Regions from separate parts of the Mus musculus genome. Here all the other regions are linked to region 3. Evidence: chromatin contacts called from public Hi-C and HiChIP or PLAC-seq data. All regions are on one chromosome and are shown on one strand. The core of a region is the stretch at or near the end of the contact, and the rest is flanking DNA. Distances in the headings are between cores, read along the strand shown. Region 1 has its middle 23 kb from the start of Gm39933. Region 2 has its middle 15 kb from the start of Gm39933. Region 3 holds the start of Pdyn (prodynorphin).

What was found. A called contact is a pair of places that touch in the nucleus more often than the background predicts. HiChIP or PLAC-seq counts read pairs in DNA pulled down with a chosen protein or histone mark.
Region 1: an H3K27ac HiChIP or PLAC-seq map of SST interneurons shows a contact between it and region 3, with 6 times the contacts expected there. The contact joins the enhancer-like site here to the promoter of Pdyn in region 3. A contact is called at or near these places in 14 of 39 promoter capture datasets (the 3T3-L1 cell line, 3T3-L1-derived adipocytes, the C10 cell line and 6 more), 1 of 15 datasets of contacts at CTCF or cohesin (stem cell-derived epiblast-like cells), 29 of 484 Hi-C or Micro-C datasets (the CH12 cell line, ECoMG myeloid progenitors, the G1E-ER4 cell line and 21 more), 18 of 115 datasets of contacts at active chromatin or transcription factors (SST interneurons, acute myeloid leukemia, craniofacial prominence and 6 more) and 5 of 9 other capture datasets (adipose tissue, embryonic stem cells, liver and 2 more).
Region 2: a Hi-C map of nephron progenitors shows a contact between it and region 3, with 4 times the contacts expected there. The contact joins the enhancer-like site here to the promoter of Pdyn in region 3. A contact is called at or near these places in 5 of 39 promoter capture datasets (the 3T3-L1 cell line, the C10 cell line, embryonic stem cells and 2 more), 2 of 484 Hi-C or Micro-C datasets (the HPC-7 cell line and nephron progenitors), 2 of 115 datasets of contacts at active chromatin or transcription factors (both in embryonic stem cells) and 2 of 9 other capture datasets (adipose tissue and liver).

Annotation. Positions count from the first base shown.
Region 1 is chr2:129,872,015-129,876,120 of GRCm38.p6, reverse strand. No RefSeq gene overlaps it. Among named protein-coding and RNA genes, the nearest start is that of Gm39933, 23 kb to the left of the region's middle. Within about 2 kb of position 1,365, at least 21 of the 459 cell types and tissues checked have an H3K27ac peak or open chromatin away from gene starts, as enhancers often do. A contact at or near this core is called in SST interneurons, hippocampal neurons and pancreatic islet, where this site is marked.
Region 2 is chr2:129,909,659-129,913,785 of GRCm38.p6, reverse strand. No RefSeq gene overlaps it. Among named protein-coding and RNA genes, the nearest start is that of Gm39933, 15 kb to the right of the region's middle. Within about 2 kb of position 2,380, at least 13 of the 459 cell types and tissues checked have an H3K27ac peak or open chromatin away from gene starts, as enhancers often do. A contact at or near this core is called in nephron progenitors, where this site is marked.
Region 3 is chr2:129,698,631-129,702,938 of GRCm38.p6, reverse strand. Pdyn (prodynorphin) reads left to right here and starts at 3,001. Exons shown (of 4, transcript NM_018863.4): 1 at 3,001-3,231.

The DNA.
Region 1 (4,106 bases), core at 116-2,615, 170 kb before region 3:
CAGGGTTTCTATTCCTGCACAAACATCATGACCAAGAAGCAAGTTGGGGAGGAATGGGTTTATTCGGCTTACACTTCCATACTGCTGTTCATCACCAAGAAAGTCAGGACAGGAACTCAAGCAGGTCAGGAAGCAGGAGCTGATGCAGAGGCCATGGAGGGATGTTCCTTACTGGCTTGCTCAGCCTGCTCTCTTATAGAACCCAAGACTACCAGCCCAGAGATGGTCCCACCCACAAGGGGTCTTTCACCCTTGATCACTAATTGAGAAAATGCCTTACAGTTGGATCTCATGGAGGCATTTCCTCGACTGAAGCTCCTTTCGCTGTGATAACTCCAGCTGTGTCAAGTTGACACAAAACTAGCCAGTACAGACACACACACACATGAACACACACAGACACGGGGACCCAGGGACATTCAGGTAGGCACAGATTCAGACTTGTACAACAGACAGGAACCACAGAAGACATGCAGCTCTCAGTAGCTCTGTCTTCATGCCAACCCCAGTGTGTTGATGCAATCTCTTTCCCAGGAAGAAACAGACTCATGAAGCGAGGTGAGTCTCCCAACACAAGTGCAGCTTTTCACAGCTTGGAAAGCACTTGCCCTCTGGGAGTGACAACCCTTTGTGTGCCATGGTGTGCAGAGCACACAGCAGCTGCCAAAATGCTCTCAATGCAGTCAATCAGAATGCATCTCCTGATGGCCCCAGCTTTGCCCGTGTGTGGGAAGCATACCTGGGAGACAGTTTATTGCCATCAGTCACTGAGGTGAACAGGGGTCTTATTCCCCCATGCCCTAGCCCTATAAATGTGATGGCTTTAAGGCATGACCCTTGGCAGAGCAGATCCAAAGTAGGATTTGGAAGTGGCACACCATGCTTGGTCCCCTCCTTCACTTCTAACCACCTACCCTCCACTTCTCGGGGATGGTTCAGCTTAAGTCACTGTCCCAGAGAATGATTCCGTCTGAGTCACTTTCACAGGAATCCTTGTCTCAAGGTCAACTTCTGAGGAGTCCAACCCAGGACACTTTCATGGCTTCTGTCCTTCCTTGTCTCTGGACTCTGTGGAGGCCGGGGGTGGGGGACAAAACAACTGAGAAGTGGCTAGTTGGAACTTGCACAGCTACCCAGTGGCCTCGGGGAGGACCAAGCCCCGAAACATCAAACCTATTATACACATCTTCAGAGAATGACTGGATACTCCATCCCTGCCTGAGGAAGAAGTCCGGCCTCATCTTTGTGTTGCTTCCTGAATGCAGCGAGCCTGTGCAGCAGACACCTGCTCGGGAGTGCACCTCCCCAGACAGCTTGTTGAGGTTTCTGAGTCTCCTCATCTGGTCCCTCGGTGATTATGCAACCGACAGCAAATCATCACTCATGTTGGTCACATCCTAGATGCTGTTGACTGTAATTGCAGCAGGCAGGCCATGCTGTGCTCGTTTGCTGTACCCTGACTTAGGACCTCTTGCATCTATTTGCATGTTATTTGATTGGGTCTGGAAAAGGAAAATCAACAGATGCAGCTCCTAAATGGGCCAGGCTGTTTTCTCATTTTATGGAGCGGGAAGTCAGGGAGCACCAGGCACTGTCCTGCTCTGAGATCTATACTTAAACCACAGCTGAGCTGATTCACTTCTGCTCCCCCACAGGGCTTATCCGGGCAAGAGCTGGGGCTCTTTTGTGAACCTCATATCACCAAGGGCTCACCTAGGACTGAAGTGATGCCCTATCTGGGTCTCCCACACACACCCCACCCCCGCCATTGCTCCTAGGCTCGGAGTTACATGGAAGCTAATAGCACCTCCATCCGGTCACTACTGCATTCCACAGCCTGGCCAAGATATTTTTAAAAAGCACTGCTTGTTACACAAACGAATGAACAATGTGCACGGTCCAGTTAATCTTTCCAAAACAAGGCTCTTCTGTTCCTGTCTTGCCCAGACATTCTCAGTGGCTCCGTGTGAACTGGAGGGGAAAAAATTCGAGGTCGTTCTGACAGCCAGTGCCTTTCACATCTTATTCAGAACCTGTGACTATAAGAATAACACTTGCACAGAAATTCTGCCAAACCTCGCTGATAATTCTGAAACTCAGTCTTGGAGAGGTAAAGAGCCAAATTATCTTACTTGCCTAAGTCAATTTACCAATTCTTCCCTCCTTCCTTTTCCAAATCTGGCTAGAACTCCCCCCCCCCCCTGATGTCCAGGGCCAGAACCAAATGTCACAGTCAGGAAAGGAATCTTGGAAATGGTAGAGACCCCTTGAAGGGGCCTTGGGGGACACAGTGAGCAGAAATCATCCACACCTGTAAAGGTGAATTAAGATTAGAATGAGGTTTGCAACCAAGCACTTCCTGGCAAGACCCCGGGTGCACTTCCCAAATCTTTCCAGGAGAGGGCGGCAGCATCCCTGGTTCTGAGTGCCAGGCAGTCTAAGGCGGATGTAAATAGGCAAGCCATGGATAGAGTGTGTGTGCCTGGGTGCTTGCAAATGTGCGGGAGAAAATCTGAGCCTATGATTGAGTGTACATGAAAGAAACATTGCTTTGTGTAGAACGTGTGTATCCAACCTGTGGCACACAGCCCAGGAAAGTTAAATGCCTCCCACCCCCAACACAAATCATCCCATACCTGGAATAAACCTAACCAAGAAGGTGAGAGATCTCTACAATGGAAAACTTTACATTTCTGAAAGAACAGATTGAGGACGACATGTTAAGATGCAAAGACCTCCTGTACTCATGGATTGGTAGAATTCCTATTATGAAAATGACCATAGTACCAAAAGCCATTTGCAGATTAAATGCAACCAAATCCCTATGTCATTCTTTGCAAAAACAGAAAGAAAAAAAATTCATATGGAACCACAAAAGACCCCACATTGCCAAAGCAGTCTTCAGCTTTTCGGGGAGGGGGACCAATGCTGGGGAGGTTGGCATTCTAGATTTATTACAGAGCTACAGTCATCAAAGCAGCACGGTACTGGCAGAAAAAGACTTGGAGATCAGCGGGACAAAACAGAAGACCCAACCCGAGTACATGTAACTACAGCCATCTGGTATTTGACAAAGATGGCAAAAAGCACACAGTGGGGGTGGGGGTGGGGGTGGGGAACATCTTCAAACAGTGGACCTGGGACAACCGCATCTCCATACATAAAAGACTGAATTTAGAAACACACCTATGACTCAGTAGACAAATTCAGGCCAAATGAACAAAAGGCCTCACTGTGAAGCCTGAACCCTGGAAGATTACAGACAGAACCTACAGGACATATGTGTGGGAAGGGGCTTGCTGAGCACGACTCTATTTGCCCAGAAATTAAGGCCAATGACTAACAAATGGGGACGCTTAAAACTCAAAAGCTTCTGTGTGGCCAAGGAAACAATCGACTGAGAGAAGGGGAAGACCACAGAGTGGAAGAGAATCTCTGCCAGGTATACATCCGGCACACCACATCTATGCATTAATGATCAGAACATATAAGAACTCAAAAGCAGAGGCAAGGAAACAAATGGCCCAATTGGGAGGGTGGGGGAGTGGGGGTGGGCTATGCATTGGAACAGAGTTCTCAAAAAACAAAATAAAAACGTCTAAGAAATATCTCCAAAAAATGTTCATCATTCTTAGCAATTAGAGGAATGCAAACTAAAACCACTTTGAGATTTCATCTTGCCCTAGAATGGCTAGATTAAAAAAAAAAGTGGCAAAGAACAAATGCAGGCAAAGGTGCTGAGAGGAGGGAAGCCCCATTCACTGATGGCGAGACGGCCAACAGGTGCAGCCATGCTGGGAATCAGTGTGGAGAAGGCTCAAAAGGCTAAAAATAAAGTCTACCATACATCCCAGCTATGACACTTCTCGGCAATAAGCCCAGAGGACCTGACATCCCAGTCCACAGAGGACCTGACATCCCAGTCCACAGACACTGGCTCAGCCACTGCTGCTCCATTCACAATAGCCAGGAAATGAAAACAATCTTCATGCCCTTCAGAGGAAGAGTGAATAACGAGAAGGCAGTCCGTGGACAGCACGGCGCATTAGTCGGCACAGAGAAATGAAATCATGACATTTACTGGCCAATGGATGGAACGAGAACAG
Region 2 (4,127 bases), core at 1,131-3,630, 210 kb before region 3:
TTATTTACTGGAGGTCACACATATGTTTGCTTGACCCAATCTCGGGGACATGATGGCCACATACAGGTGGGAAGTACGTGGGCAGGAAGTGCGTCAGGATATATGCTTGTCCCTGATTGGACATGACGGGAAATAGGGCAGCCTTATGTGTTTGCCTCCATAAGCACCTGCAAAATGTGACTTGTGGACATTTTCTAGGAACCCCAGAATGGATCTGGCCAGAGTCTGTCATCCTGGCCAGTATTTAATTAAAGCTTGCTTCACAACTGTGGTAGCAGCATAACTCTTGACTAGTGGATTTAAACACAGCCCTTCTTGAAGTCAAAATACATGCTCAAGATTGCACAAGGTTCTAAAGATTGCATTCTGCTTACTGGCTGTTTATTATCCAATCTTGTAAGAATGTCAGGCTGAGGCTTGGACCACTCAGAATGAAGCAAAGAACTCAGTTGCTTGGGGGGGGGGAGAACCAAAAACACAGACACCCCCCCCCCCAATGTGTGTGCTTCCCTGCTTAGTTTGGCATTGATTTGGGGTGGCTATGGACTCTCCTTCAGAAGTAAAATTTTTTTGCCTTACCTAAATGTTTAGACTATGTAGTCATTTTCTTGGAACTCCAGAGCCATTTCTAGCACCTGAAGCTAATTCACTGATGGAGTTGAAGAGTTTGACAATTTCAAACAAAAATAAATATAATCTTAGCAACACTCAAAGGATTTGAAACACGACCACAAAAATAAACTGCACATTGAACTGGTCCTGGTGCTATAATGCCTACGATGTTAGTACCGAGGAGGCTGAAGGAGGGGGGTATGAGCCTGAGATCACCTTAGCTCCACAGCAAGACTGCTAAAAAACAAAAACAAAACAAAACAAAAACCCAAGCAAGCAAAATAAAATCTCATGCACATAGATGTTCCTAGCACAATTTACCCATAATTGCCAAAACTTGGGAGCAATCAAGATGCTTTTCCTTTCGCTAGGCACACGGCAAACACACCATCTGGAAAGCTGCAGGAGGCATGAGTTTCGGCTTCTGGACTCTTTAAGATTATGTGACTCAACGACGATTCCTGAAGCATCAAATCAGAAAGCCAGACACAAGCCGCGTCTGGTAGTATAGAACTGCAGTTCTAGCTACCCAGTAGGCTCAAACAGAATTGCAAGTTCAAGGGCTGCCAGAACAACTTAGTAAAACACGGTCTCAAAACACAAAGTAAACCAGCCCTGAAGTGTAGCTTACTAGTAGAGCACTTGTTAGCATGTGTGAGGCACAGGGCAGGTGTAATCCCGAGTTCAGAAAGCCAGAGGACGGGGAGGAAGAGGAAGAGGGCTAGACAAGGTCATTGAACTTGAGAAGGAAAGGAGGTAACTGATCTTAACACAGTTTCTGAGACAATGTTCAGTAACTGTTAGCTGCCATGTGAAATTCACTATTATGAGGACTTCTTGGCTGGGTTTTCTCTTTCCTTTAACATTTCCTAAGCCGATATGATATGGCAGACATTAAAAAGACCACGAAAAAGACTACTGTCTTTTGTGAGCTATTAATGCAATAGTCATGGTGACAGTACATTGCTGTTTTGTTTTGCTTTTTAAGGCAAGGGTTTATTTTTCTACATCCATAGTTAAAAAGGGGGTTGTTATTTTGTGGGTACCTGTTATGTAACAGGTAATTATGAATCCTTCAACAGCAGTATCTCACTTCATCATTACAACAGGCTTGTGGGGTTTTTTGTTTGTTTTAGAGATGAAGAAAATCTAACTCAGATATTTTTCTCAGGTCACACCACAAGTCGCATGCCACAATGTCACACACCTCCGGGAAACTATTAGTAATCCTTTAACCTAGTAGATTAATCTTAGGATAAATAGAGATTTCGCTCTCAAGTGAGGGAAGGCCTCCTGAAGCACAAATCCAGATGTTCTTGATCCAGTTAAGGAAAGGGGGAAATCCAGGAAGTTCACGGCTGGGTAATCCCACCCAGGTCAGATTTCGGCAACAGTGAGTTTTAGATTAGCTGCCAGCTGGGCTAGAAGAAGGCTTTAAAGGATAAAGCTGGAGTTCCTTGTTTTTTATTTGTGGTGGAAACGGTTTCGCTGTACCCTCAAGCACACTGGCGTTTTATTGACTAGAGATTAAAGTGCACGTCAGGAAACTTCCTCTCCAATCTCAGGCTCGCACGCACGCACGCACGGCACCAGCGCCTGTCACGGTCTCAGCAGCCATCACTTGTTCCTGCTGTTCCTGATGAAGAGATCATTTTTACTGAATACACTGCCTTGACAGTAGAGGCTAAACGCAGCTAATACCCTTCGTACAGAGAACCCTAAGGATGGGTGCGGAACCAGTAGAACCTATTCAACTTCACACAAAGAACCAGCTGCACAAAGTCCACCTGACTCACAGCCCAGACATTTTTAAGGGCATTATATGGCCTCTTTCAGCTGTGTAAAAGTCAAAAATTCTGAGAAGAAATGTAAGCAAATGCCGGTAAGGGGCTGAAAGTTCTGGTGGAGGCAGGAATAAAAAGCAGTTCTTTCCAGCTTTACGAGGCAAGCAACAGTGATATCAATTTGCTGGGTGTCCTGGTTAGGCTTTCTGTTGGTGAGATGTGACACCGTGACCAAAAGCAAGTTGGGGGAGGCAAGGGTTTCTTTGGCTTCTGTTTCCACATCCACAGTCCCTCACTGAAGGAAGTTAACCTAGGAATTAAAACAGGCAGGAGCTGATGCATAGACTGCGGAGGAGTGCTGTTTACTGACTTGCTCTTCATAGAGTGGTCTGCCTGGTTTGTTTCCTTCCTTCCTTCCTTCCTTCCTTCCTTCCTTCCTTCCTTCCTCCCTCCCTCCCTCCTCTTCCTCCTTCCTTACTTTCTTTCTTTCTTCCTTTCTTTCTTCCTTCCTTTCTTTCTTTCTTTCTTTCTTTCTTTCTTTCTTTCTTTCTTTCTTTCGATATTTTCTTTATTTACATTTCAAATGTTATCCCTTTTCCAGGTCTCCCCTCCGGAATCCCCCATCCCATCCCCCTCCCCCTGCCTCTATGAGAGTGTTCCTTCACCCATCTACCCACTCCTGCCTTCCTGCCCTGCATTCCCCTACACTGGGGCATCGATCCCCCTCAAGCCCAAGGGCCATTCCTCCCACTGATGTCTAACAAGGCCATCCTCTGCTACATATGCGGCCAGAGCCATGGGTCCTTCCATGTGTACTATTTTGTTGGTGGTCCAGTCCCTACGAGCTCTGGGGGAATCTGTGGACCTGGTTTCTTTTTTTTTTTTAATTGGGTATTTATTTTATTTACATTTCCAATGCTATCCCAAAAGTCCCACCCACGCTCCCCCACCCACTCCCACTTCTTGGCCCTGGCATTCCCCTGTACTGAGGCATATAAAGTTTGCACGACCAATGGGCCTCTCTTTCCACTGATGGCTGACTAGGCCATCTTCTGATTCATATGCAGCTAGAGACACGAACTGGGGGGGGGGGGTATTGGTTAGTTCATATTGTTGTTCCACCTATAGGATTGCAGATCCCTTCAGCTCCTTGGGTACTTTCTCTAGCTCCTCCATTGGGGGCCCTGTGATCTATATAGAATCCAGGACCACCTGGCCAGGGATGGTAGCTACCTACTCACCATGGGCTGGAGCCTCCTCCAAAAACCACCAAGAAAATGCCTTACAGCGGGATCTTATGGAGGCATTTTCTTAATTGAAGTTCCCCCCTTTCCAGTGACTCTAGCTTGTGTCAACTCGACATAAACTAACCAGCACAAAGTGTAATAATGCAGAACTTAAATAGCATTTACTGCGTGCCTACTGTTGTTCTGGGGACTTTATAATACTGTCCTAATTGTGTTAGAGGTACTATTGGCCTTATTTTTCAAAGAGGCAAGGTTAACTTTAAGTGCAGAGGGGCTAAGTGACTTGTTTACAGGAATCTAGAAGCAACAAACATTTACTGAGTCATGCACCAGAAACTAAGCCCAGGAAGTATATACTCTGTCCCATTTCCTTGCTTAATACTCAAAGTAGCCTTAAGATATTACTATCATTGTCGTTTCTTTCGGATAAAGCCTGAGCCCAGAGACCATACCCTTAATCACACACTAGGTTGCCAAGAGCAGG
Region 3 (4,308 bases), core at 1,752-4,251:
CTTCTAATGAGCACTGTTTTTGGTGCTATTTCCACATATGATTCGTCTAAGCTACAGTCATGGGAGATCTTTTTGTCTTAAAGTGTATTTTACTATTTTTTTTCCTTCAGTGTTTTAAATTTTTCATTATTTTTTCATATTTTTAGATTGCTTTGTTTAAGGTGGTTTGTGTGCCTTCTCCCACGCTGTTTTTTAGTCTTCCTGCAGAAGGTAAGGGACACAGCTGATCACAGGGCTGTTGATAGATGAGGGGAGTCTATCACAGTGGAGAGCATAAGAGCTGGCTTTAATTTTCTTGACTTCCTATTTCCTAACATGATCCTCCTGAAACCTTCCTAACAATGAGACGTGGGAGCTGATTGTTTCAAGTACTTCCTTTTCTTTATTCTTTGTTTCTTGTACACATTAAGATCTGAACCAGAGGTCATCATTCCCTGAGGACAGGGAGGCAAGGAGCTTGAGAGAAGTCGGGAATTAGTCCTGACAGCTAGACAAAGCTGGTACTATCTTCCTGCCTTCTGAGGATAACTTGGACATCTGTGCATCTAAATGAGGTACCCGTCAGTTGCGATGGATATGCTAAGCACACAGGGCAGTCCAGTGAGCCCCGCTTCCTATTGTCATTTGATGGTGCTCAGAGACCTGCATTAGGACCCCAAGTAGGAGAGGTGTCTTAGCCTAAGGGAGGGAGAAACTTTGTGTTAGGGTTTTCCAGGGATATGAAGAGTCTTTTTCTAGCCTTTTCCTGCATGTGTGGGCAGCAATTATTTTTGTGTATACAACATTTCTGTGAGTGCATGTGTGTGTGTGTGCTGCACAAGCACACATGTGTGTTTAGAGGACATTGCAAATAGAGAGGAAAAATAAATGCCTGAAGTATTTGCTTTTGAGGCTCCATTAGACTCAGGTGAAGGCTACTCAACACCAAGCATCTCTGCCTCACTGCACTCTTCTCATGATGTCGTATTTTTACTTCTCTCCCTATTGCCTGCTGACTTCCAGCAGCTACAGGAGTGACTCCACCTTGTCTCTTACAGAATCCATCTATTCCAAGGTTATTGGCAAGAGCTTATGGAGGTAGAACTTAAAAGACAAGGGAATTAAGGAAAATGGGAGTGAATGGCATGAGCCTGGGACCTTGAGGATGAAGACACAGTTCACTCTCAGGTTGTGAGAGCCCTGGGTAACAGTGACTAGGGAGATGCTCAGGAGCTCCGACTCAGCAAGTAGGCAGACAGCCTGAGACACAGCCACCAAATGCCGTACAACACCAGCAAGCATTCACCTTGGGCTGGGAATCCTGCAGAAGGAAAGCTTAGGGTAGAGATGAGAGAGGGCCGGGGGCCTGGAGTCAAGGCCAGAGGGACATGGAAAGTTCCACTCTCCCTGCTTGGCTGGTACTACACCACACTCCACAGCTTAATCATGCAAAGCTGCAGGCTGACAAACTCTCCACAGCATTGCTTGTCTAAGGGGAGGATATGGTGAAACAAGTGACAACGTCTGTGATGAACCAGGTACTCACCAAATAGCCCTGTCTGTCACCCTAGTTGTATGAGAGCACGCAATGATCCAGCGGCAGGAAGAGGATGATGCCCCAGAGAAGTACAAAGTGTGGCTGGTACATCAGAGCCTGATGACGTAATCACCATTACCTGGAGGACAGCTGTAGGGAAGTCCTGGCCACATGCCAGCTATGGCAATTGCTTTTGGCATTTCCTCCTTTCACTATGCCAAGATCCCAGTGGGGTTCTTTCCCCCATTCTACAGATAAGCAGATTGAGGCTGAACCCACTCACTTGACTTAGGGCTCTGCACAGATGGGTGGCAGAGGCAGAGACCAAGCTGACACATCCAATGTTACTACTAGCTGTAGCTGTCATCGACCTTGTTCAGGTAAACAGATCAAGTCACAGACACTGTAGAACCAAGTCCTCAGAGTGGGCGTTTGTCCAGTAGATGATGGGAAGGACCAGATCCATCTAGGTCTGGGTGATGACTTGCTGTGTTCTGTGTCCAGTTTCTAAGCTCTCCAGCCTCTGCCTCTGCGCCTGGCCAGAATGTGAGGATTAAAGTTGATGTCTTTGCTCACTGCCTGGTGCAACCCAGGTGTTCATGACACGGACTGCCCAGCCAGCCTCTGCTATCCCCCCCCCCCCACAAGGTGAACATCTCTGCAGCTGACTACAGAGACAAGCATGTTTCCTTCCAAACTCAGAGACATGGGTATTCTGGGAGGTGTTTGCAGCCATCCTTGTTTGTGAGAACCAGGGGCTGCCAGAGAAAACTGAATATTGAACGGCAGCCTCTGGTTGAGGAAAGGCAGTGTCTGGCATCAACTCAGACAGGTGCCCAAGTCACCTGGCACTCTCAGGCAAATGTACACTCATATGCATGCTAGTGTGTGTGTGTGTGTGTGTGTGTGTGTGTGTGTGTGTGTGTGTCCCTGCCAACATGGAGCTGAATGTTCCTCTTCTATAACCAAGACCTCTGCTTTGAACACTTCAGCATATCCTTTGGTTCCCTATATTTTGAGACAGCCTTTGTTTCTTGCATTCCTCCTCCTCCGACCCCCTGTTCCTCTTTTTCTCCTGATCTTTGATAGCCTCTGTGGCTGTGGCTCTTTCTCTTTTCCTCTTACTTTGCCTAGGCTTCCTTGTGCTTCAGACATGCCTCTCTCTGTTTCCATTCTCTGATTCTCAACTTTTTTTTGCCTTTCTATTGGACTCTCTGCGCCTCTCTCTGTCTCCTCCTATCTCTGCCTTTCCCCCACCTTTGTCTCTGTTTTCCTGTGACACTCTCCTGGAGATGCTGAAAAGTGGCCGCATTGAAAGTGACAAACAGCGCTACACCAGAATCCACCCCCGGGCTTCGCGAAAGCATCCTCCTCCACACCCACATCACCAGGAGCAGCTATTGTGTCTCACTCGGGCCCAGGGAGTTGAGTGGAAGGACCCGGGGGTCTGAGCGTTGACTGCTCTGCCACTCCCCCATTGGCTCCTGGCAGCCTGTGCTCTGTGAGCGAGCGCTGAGAGGGCTGAGCGACAGGGGGAGACTCTCATCTATAAAAGGGGAATAAGGCTCCAGAACTGCCATAGGGGGATTTGGTAGCCCTCGTCGCTTCCTCTGTGGCACTTCTCTGAGCTAGAGTCAGGGTACCTTCTGAATCTTGGATCGGCCACCCTACCACCTGATCAGCCAGAAGCCTGCCAGGGACAAAGCAGTAAGCAGGTAAGATCCGCAGGGCGCTCAGGCTCTCTGGCTTTATGCATGTGCTCCTGGTGCTATGCAGGGGCGCCGGTGGGAGCTTGGACGGGGGAAGTTAGGTTTGGGTCTGGTTACTCAGCACAGGGAAATCATAGTTTCAAGGTGAGCTTACAGAAGCTCAGAGAGTCCAAAGAGCTGCCTGTCCTCTGGAAACCATGCCCTGAACAGTCCTGGCGCCCACAGGTGCTAGCGGGGCTTCGCCTCTGCCACACAGCAGTCCCCACACTAGTTTTCAGGATCTGAGGAGAAGGTGGTAGCCTGAGTGGAAAACTGAGAGGTTTCACTAATTAGCATGATCTTAAAGGTCAACGTTCTCACTGGACTTAGCTTACACAGGTTGGGAACGTTAATGAGGTTCAGGACTCGGCATTTGCCAAGTACCGATCTGCACCATCAATGCATAAATAAGTGCCGTCCTTTTTCACTCTTTTTGAATCACGTTTAATCTCTGACAAGGTGCTGATTTGAGTGGCTTCCTTTGATTTCACTCAGAATGAAGTCTGGGGTTGTTTGGTTGAAAGGGAACTAGAAAGGAAAGCAAGAGCTCGGCTGGATACCCAGTCTGAGGGGGACTTCCCATGTCAATTTCACTGTGAAAGGACTTGTTGCTTTCCTGTAAATCACAGTCACGCTACCGCTGGAGGCAGCTAAGTTAGGCTGGTGGAGGCTCTTTTGAGGAAAGTCACCCGCTCTCTGATAGCAATGCTCATGTTTAAAGAAAGTGCTGTAGAACCCCAAAGTTTGACATCAGCAAAAAGCTGGCGAGCTTCAGAGACGGCGACTGTAGTCACCTCCATGATTGAACAGTAAATTCTGTGTCTTGTCACTTTTCCCTGTGTGTGTGTGTGTTTTCTGAGAACCTCTCAAGATTTACAAGTATCCCTTAATAAAGCCTCCGAGCTCTTTAGGTTATTGGATCTGGTTTCGAGTACCCTCCCACAGAGAGCAAACCTTCATTATCACCCTTCTGCCAAGGGTTGGTGAAATACACACTGATATCTTTCTAACCTGACAGGCGTTGCTGTCAAGATCTGTTGCAAA